Regions from separate parts of the Mus musculus genome. Here region 1 is linked to region 2. Evidence: chromatin contacts called from public HiChIP or PLAC-seq data. All regions are on one chromosome and are shown on one strand. Each heading gives the region's core, a stretch centred on a gene start, on an enhancer-like site or on the middle of the called end of the contact. The rest is flanking DNA. Distances are from core to core; before and after follow the strand shown. Region 1 overlaps Ptprr (protein tyrosine phosphatase, receptor type, R). Region 2 has its middle 37 kb from the start of Tspan8.

Region 1 (3,548 bases), core at 610-3,109, 400 kb after region 2:
TCAAATTTTATCCCCTTTCCTCATTTCCCATCAGAAATACCCCCATCCCTTCTCCCATCCCCCTGGTCACTAACCCACCCACTCCACTTCCCTGTCCTGGCATTTCCCTACACTGGGGCATTGAGCCTTCACAAGGCCAAGGGTCTCTCCTCACACTGATGTCCCCCAAGGCCATCATCTGCTACATATGTGGCTGGAGCCTAAGTTTGGAGCAGAGACAGAAGGAAAGGCCATCCAGTGACTGTCCCAGCTAGGGATCCATCCCATATACAGTTACCAAAGCCAGACACTATTGCGGATGCCAACAAGTGCTTGCTGACAAGAGCCTGATATAGCTGCCTCCTAAGAGGCTCTGCCAGTGCCTGACAAATACAGAAGTGGAGGCTCACAGCCATCCATTGGACTGAGCACAGGGTCCCCAATGGAGGAGCTAGAGAAAGGACCCAAGGAGCTAAAGGGATTTACAGTCAAACAACAATATGAACCAAACAGTACCCCCAAAGCTCCCAGGGACTATACCACCAACCAAAGAGTGCACAGGAAGGGACTCTGAGTACTTTTTCAAAGGGTGTAGTTCCTTCTCCTGGCTGATTGCACTTTAAGATATGTGATCCTTCCTTCTTCAGCACAGGAAAATCTCAAGTTCTGTCCTCTGTCTTGTTAGTCCTAACGAGGATTTATTCTCTTGCACAGATTAAAAGGATGAATGAGCTAAAAGTATAGCTCAACAGAAGGCTTGCTTAGAGCTTGTTGGTCCCCATGTTCAATCCTCATCACGACAAGGAGAAAAAGAGGGATTCTAGAACAGTAAGGAAAAAAAAAAGAGAGCAGGAAGTGATACATAAACAGACTGTTTGGAGGATTAATGAGTAAGATTCAGAAGGCAAAGGCAAGAATGAAAGGGAAAGGTGAGAAGCCAGTCCATAAGCCGGCCTTGGATACTAAAGGGCAGAAAAAGTACAGGATTTGCTATTGGCAGGTAAGATAGGTTTCAGATTCGGTGACTGTAATTGAAATATAATGTCCGGATATCCCCCAGACTGAGTACAACCATGCAAGGTCTCAGACTAAAGGACCCATAGTGGTCCCACCCTCAGCTTTTTGGGACCAAGGCCAACTCCTCTTCTAATATTAGCAAAGCACCTGTGTCAACGTCACAAGCCTGAAAAAGTATGTTCCGATGTTACTAGAACGCATCAAGAAAAGAATGTTTCCAAGGTGTGGATGGTGGTGTCAGGTCTCTTGTGGATTCATCCGCACAGTCAAGCAACATGTTCATAGGCGACATACTCATGCAGAGGACCCAGTGTGGGAATGAAGAGGATAAGGCACAAAAGTCCCTGTTCTCTGAGAGAAATATGGACGAAGGCTAACATGTCTTAAATATCAGCGAACATACAGTGTGAGCCCACCGACATGTCATCCCGAGAAACACATAAAGATATTAGAATGATCCATGGCTGTCAGTTCATGGTGGACAGAGAGGCTATTGTGTGGAGAATATAGATTTTTAGGGCAATGAACTTCTTCTGCATTCCGATGACTGCATGGCTTTAGGAATTCATCAAGTGTGTAAAATGTTCATCACTAAGGGTGATCTCATCCACACTGAGGCAGAGTCGATAACATCAATACTGCTTCCTCCTTTATTACAAATGTACTATACCAAAGGAAGCTATTCATGATACAGGCATGGCTGGGAACTCTGTACTTTCCCCACAGTTTTTCCATAAGCATCAACAGTCACATCATACCTTTGTTCAGTACTAAATTGTAATCAGGACCACAAAGAAGATAGCATAGTAGTGATTGCTAAGGCAGAATAGTCAGGCATCTGATAGATACACGCATGCGTGGGATGTGCATGTCAGACGGAGAAGACAGTGGTAGAATGGTGTTGGGGTGAAGCAGATTTAGACTGTCGGGTTCAACAGGGAAATGGAAACAGTGTCCATGCAGATGATGCAAGTGTGCTTAGAAGTTCAGTTTCTGATTGCACACATGGTTGTGGTAAAAGGGAGTTGAACAGGAATGGAGAAGTGAAGAGGAGCAGGCATAGAAGACAGAGTGCTGTGTGACATACAAGGAACGGATTCAGAGGGTCTGATGACCAGGGAAAGGAAAATACTAAATGCCCTCTATGTCATCTGGATTGTTTATCAAGCCATGGGGTTCCCTCTCTAGGGAAGAGCATGGTAAGGGGTGGAGAATAAAGATGGAAACAAGAACGCTTGACTTGTGCGCAAGCGATTATTATGAATGAATGACAGAAATAGGTTGATTGATTTCAAACGCTGCCTTAAATTTTACCGTAGAGGGGATCACTAAAAGCGGAACAGAGGAGCTACAGTGCTTAGGGAGAGATTGATATTCACGGAGAACTAATACTCTCTAACAGGATTAAGACGAAGCTAAATTTATCTGATATGACTTGCCACAGCTCACATTTAGAGACACATCAAATATGATTCTCTAAAATCAACTCATCTTCCTAAATCCAAATACTTCTGATAATTATATTAAATTATTTTTTTGTCAGGATCTCTTAGTATTGGTTAGACAGGATGTATTTTGTGCCGAAATAGACTGAGACACACTTTCTAATTCTCAAATGCACAATACAACTGTCTCCTGCACTTTTGTTGACTCCATGGCAAAGAAAAAGCTATAATTCAGAATGATCCTATGGTGGCATTAATTATATTTATGGAATATCAAGTGCCATTATTTTTGCCCGTCCTTCTTATATTTATTGCCTTGACATAAAAATCAGATGATTTTATCATGGCATTGTATAGGTAAATTGTTGTCATGAAAGGTTACATCTGCTATATAATACTAGCATAAAACTTGGCAAGGTTTTTTTTAAATATGGCATATTGTTTAGTTTCCTTAAAATACAGAAAAAGTAATATTTATTGCCAGACATAAAATTAGACAAGCATGACATTTTCAAATGTGTGACTTATTTAGCGCTTCTCAAATGTGAACGGGGAGTGGGCGGGCTGCTGGCACATAGACAAATAGAATTTTCCAAGAAAAAGTGTGTGGGCAACTTCGATTCCATTCAGTCTGTTTTTGATGAAGGAAATATATTACTGAGAAGAATTAGTTCTTGAACTTGGGTGCATAATAGAAAGTACACCCTTTATCATCTAAATTAAACCTTCCAATGAACATACAGGATTATTAAACGGTGTAGAAGTACTCATAAAATGTACATAGACACACCTAGTGGCCAGATTGCTTCTGGAAAGCAATTTGAGAAACCACAAACAGTCGCTAGCATGTAAACGTGCTGGTATGGTGAACCCACAGAAGAGCCATCCAGGTATGAAGTAGAAGGATTCTCTAGACATGCTCTGGTACCTACAGCAGGGACTACTCTGTTGGACCACTAGGCTCTGAACGTCATGCAATGTGTTCATCCCAAAAGTGAACATAAAGAGCTTTGTTTTCTCTAACCTGTTATGTGCAATCTCTATGGGTAAGGGAGATAGACCCAGATAGACTTAGCTGATATGATTGACTAAGACACCATTGCCAAA
Region 2 (3,401 bases), core at 373-2,872:
TTCGGGCTTTTTGAGGATGGGACAAAGGGTAATGTAAAGACCTGGTAGACAAGGACAGGGCTTGAGGTTGGCACTGTGCATTCTCAGGATAAGACCCGGAGGAGCAGGCCATCAGGATGCTGGCGCCACCAAGTGGTGCCTGAAACAACCATTGGCTTTCCTTTGGCCCCTCCAGTGATAACTCCCTCTAGGCTTAGCTTTGCCTTCCAGGGTAACCGGCAGAGTGTGAGGAGCTCCATTTCTTTCACGAATGATCCTGGCTCTTCAACCAGAAGTGGAGAAAATGGATAAAGGGCAAATAGTGTTTGCTATAGAACTTGATTTCCTTTTGGTTCCTGATTTGGGCAGATGCTCCGCCGTGCCTGCCCTTTACCTACCAAGTAGATTGTGTAAAGTCTTCCTAACTGCCTGGACTGGGTCTTACAACTGTGTCCCTCTTTACCATCTCATCTGTTATGGACATTTCATTTCTTTATTGCCATTTCCCTAGCCTGGTTTGTTCTTACGTTTCTAGTGAACACTCAAGGACTAACCATACTCTCTCTGCTTTGGCCCAGCTATAACCTAGGGTTTCTCAATGGTGAACATTCATTAACAGTGTCCAATTGTTTCTTTGTACCCACAGCAAAATCTGTTTCACTGCTACAACTTGTAAGAGGTGATGATGATGCCTAGGTTCCTTAGAAGGAACCCAGGTTACCTCTTACCAGGTTAGCCCATTATGACTGCTGTGGCCCAGTAGGACTTTATTCACAGTTAAGGTACTCTGGTTATGAGAGTCCATTACATGGTTCCACAAACACCTTACCTATCTGCTTCTCCTTCTCCTGATGCATTTAATACATAAACTAAAAGAAAATTGTGCCAAACTTTTGTTGGATTGAGGAATTTGATTCAGTAAGGAAAACTCATGCCAAAGTGAAAGAAAAGAGAGAGAAAGGGAGGGAAGGAGGGAGGAGGGGAAAGAAGCGAGAGGGAGGGATAGAGAGAGAGAGAGAGAGAGGGGGGAGAATGCATCTTTTAAAACACCTAAATATTAAAATTCAAACTTTTCAGATTTATCACTTCATTTAAAATGTATTTTCTTAGGAATTCATATTTTTAGGTTTTAATTTTCCATAGAAAATGGTCCCAGGTAGGAAACAAATAGCACACCCGTAATTCATCAGCGGATGGAAGAATGCTCTAGTGAACACAGACACTCTAAGCGCTTTGGGCAGGGAGCAACACTTACGCTGCAGCCCCTTCAGTGCCAAAGGTTGTACGTCATTTGTCCATGGTCAGTGTTGTGCTTGGTGCATAAATACGGCACAGCAGCATTTACAGGGCTTTCTCTCCATTTGTGTAACTGGTCTTTATGGCAATGCATTTGGGTTTAAGTGTTTTCTAGTTGGTGTCAACCTGGCTGAAGCCATACCATTTAAAGGCATGCTTCCCCTTACCCCCTTATTAAAAATTAATCCCGGGATACTGAGGAATTTGAGCACACCCACACAGTCCCTTACCTAGTCTTCTTTATAACCAGTAACAATTAGTTTTGGGATAGCCAGAGTCTGTGTCTTTGGCAAGGCGTGTGAGAACAAGCTGACCTGTGTAGGCTCGGAGGTGTTGCCTCATTGACCCTGAAAGGTCACTGCCCTTTCTCCTTCCGGGATGGCCTAGAAGTGACCCACTTTAGAGCCCAGGATGTTGTAGCTGAAGCTACTCTTTAACTAGCTGAGTCATTCACTGAGTCACTGTCCCTTATCACCGGGATGTTCTGCACCTGCTGAGCACACAGGAAAGAATGTGCAGGGCATCCTGGAGGGGACTTTCCAGTGCGCCCACACCTGTGCACTCACACACACGCACTCACACACGCACTCATACACACCAATACACACATCCATACACATGCATACACGCACACACACATGCACATACATACACATCCATACACATACACACACACACACACACACACACACACGCGCACTCATACACACCAATACACACATCCATACACACACACACATGCACATACATACACAGACATACACATACACACACACACACACACACATCCATACACATGCATACACACACATACACACACACACATGCATATACATACACACTCATACACACATACACATCCATACACATACACACACACACACACACACACACACACACACACTCATGCACATACATACACACTCATACACACATACACATCCATACACACCCATACACACATCCATACACACACACATGCACATACATACACGACACACACATCCATACACATACACACACACACACACACACACACACACACACACACACACACACAAGGGGGGGGCAATGTAGCATGTTCATGTGCAATGAGTAAGCTGTCTCTGTTACTTTCTTTTCTAACATGGTTTAGTTTATAAAACTCTCTCCTCATTATCTCAGAATCATTAGGAGGAAGGTCAGGCACCAAGCACTAAGCCATGTGGGCAAATATTCAGATCTGCTCTCCTTAAAATATTTTTTCCTTTTCTCTAAATGTGTGGTGAGTGATCCTGCATAATTTAGATACAAGGACAAGTATTATACCTGACATGTAAAAATACCAATACTGTTTTCAGCTTTGGAAAATATATTATTTAATATGAGGCTAAATTTGAATCCCTATTTTGTCATTTTCCAGGTTATTTTATTATTTATTATTATTATTATTTTACTTTAGACAGAGAAGGTGAGTTCTCTGTGTTTTGGGTTATTTATCTGCAGCATAGGGCTATACTCTATTTCCTGGGTTTTTAGGGTTTGTTTAGACAGATTTTATTTATATAAAAATTAACAAACCACTAGTCATTGCTCTTAGTATATTTAAAGATTTGTGCAACTATCTCCAATTCTAATTTTAGAACAGTTTTATTGTCCTTAAACCTTGATTCACCCCGAGGCCACCAGCTATCCCTCTCTATGCCTGCTCAGATTTCAAAATGTGAACTAAATAAACGTCTATGTGATAAACATTCATAACGCCATCCAAGACCAGTAAGTGCCATATAAATGTTGTCAATTGTGACGTTGATGTCATTTTAAAATCAACATTATTGCTATTATGTTTGTACTGTCAGTCAACATAGTGTCTGGAAAAAAAATCACCATTTGCAGAACAAACGTGAAAGGCAGTGGAAATCATTATTCCCTTAGCACTCTAAATAAATGGGCCTCCATACACAAACTACAAGTAAAACCCAAGTCAGACAGGGATCTTTGAAAGATGCCTTAAAACACAGCCCAGTGCATGAGCAACCCCCAGCTGAGAACGGAAGATCGTAGTTTCCAGGACAGCCTGGGCTACAAGATGTGACTTTATCTTGGACATCCAAAATGAAATTCAAAGCGCTCTTACTGCAATGTCT

What was found. HiChIP or PLAC-seq counts read pairs in DNA pulled down with a chosen protein or histone mark.
Region 1: a contact with region 2 is called in a FOXA1 HiChIP or PLAC-seq map of pancreatic cancer cells. The contact joins two enhancer-like sites. A contact is called at or near these places in 3 of 484 Hi-C or Micro-C datasets (cerebral cortex, embryonic stem cells and ventricular fibroblasts) and 1 of 115 datasets of contacts at active chromatin or transcription factors (pancreatic cancer cells).

What each region holds. Positions count from the first base shown.
Region 1 is chr10:116,179,417-116,182,964 of GRCm38.p6, forward strand. All of the region lies in intron 5 of Ptprr (protein tyrosine phosphatase, receptor type, R), which reads left to right. Among named protein-coding and RNA genes, the nearest start is that of Taf7l2, 67 kb to the left of the region's middle. Within about 2 kb of position 1,860, at least 18 of the 459 cell types and tissues checked have an H3K27ac peak or open chromatin away from gene starts, as enhancers often do. A contact at or near this core is called in pancreatic cancer cells, where this site is marked.
Region 2 is chr10:115,778,704-115,782,104 of GRCm38.p6, forward strand. No RefSeq gene overlaps it. Among named protein-coding and RNA genes, the nearest start is that of Tspan8, 37 kb to the right of the region's middle. Within about 2 kb of position 1,623, at least 29 of the 459 cell types and tissues checked have an H3K27ac peak or open chromatin away from gene starts, as enhancers often do. A contact at or near this core is called in pancreatic cancer cells, where this site is marked.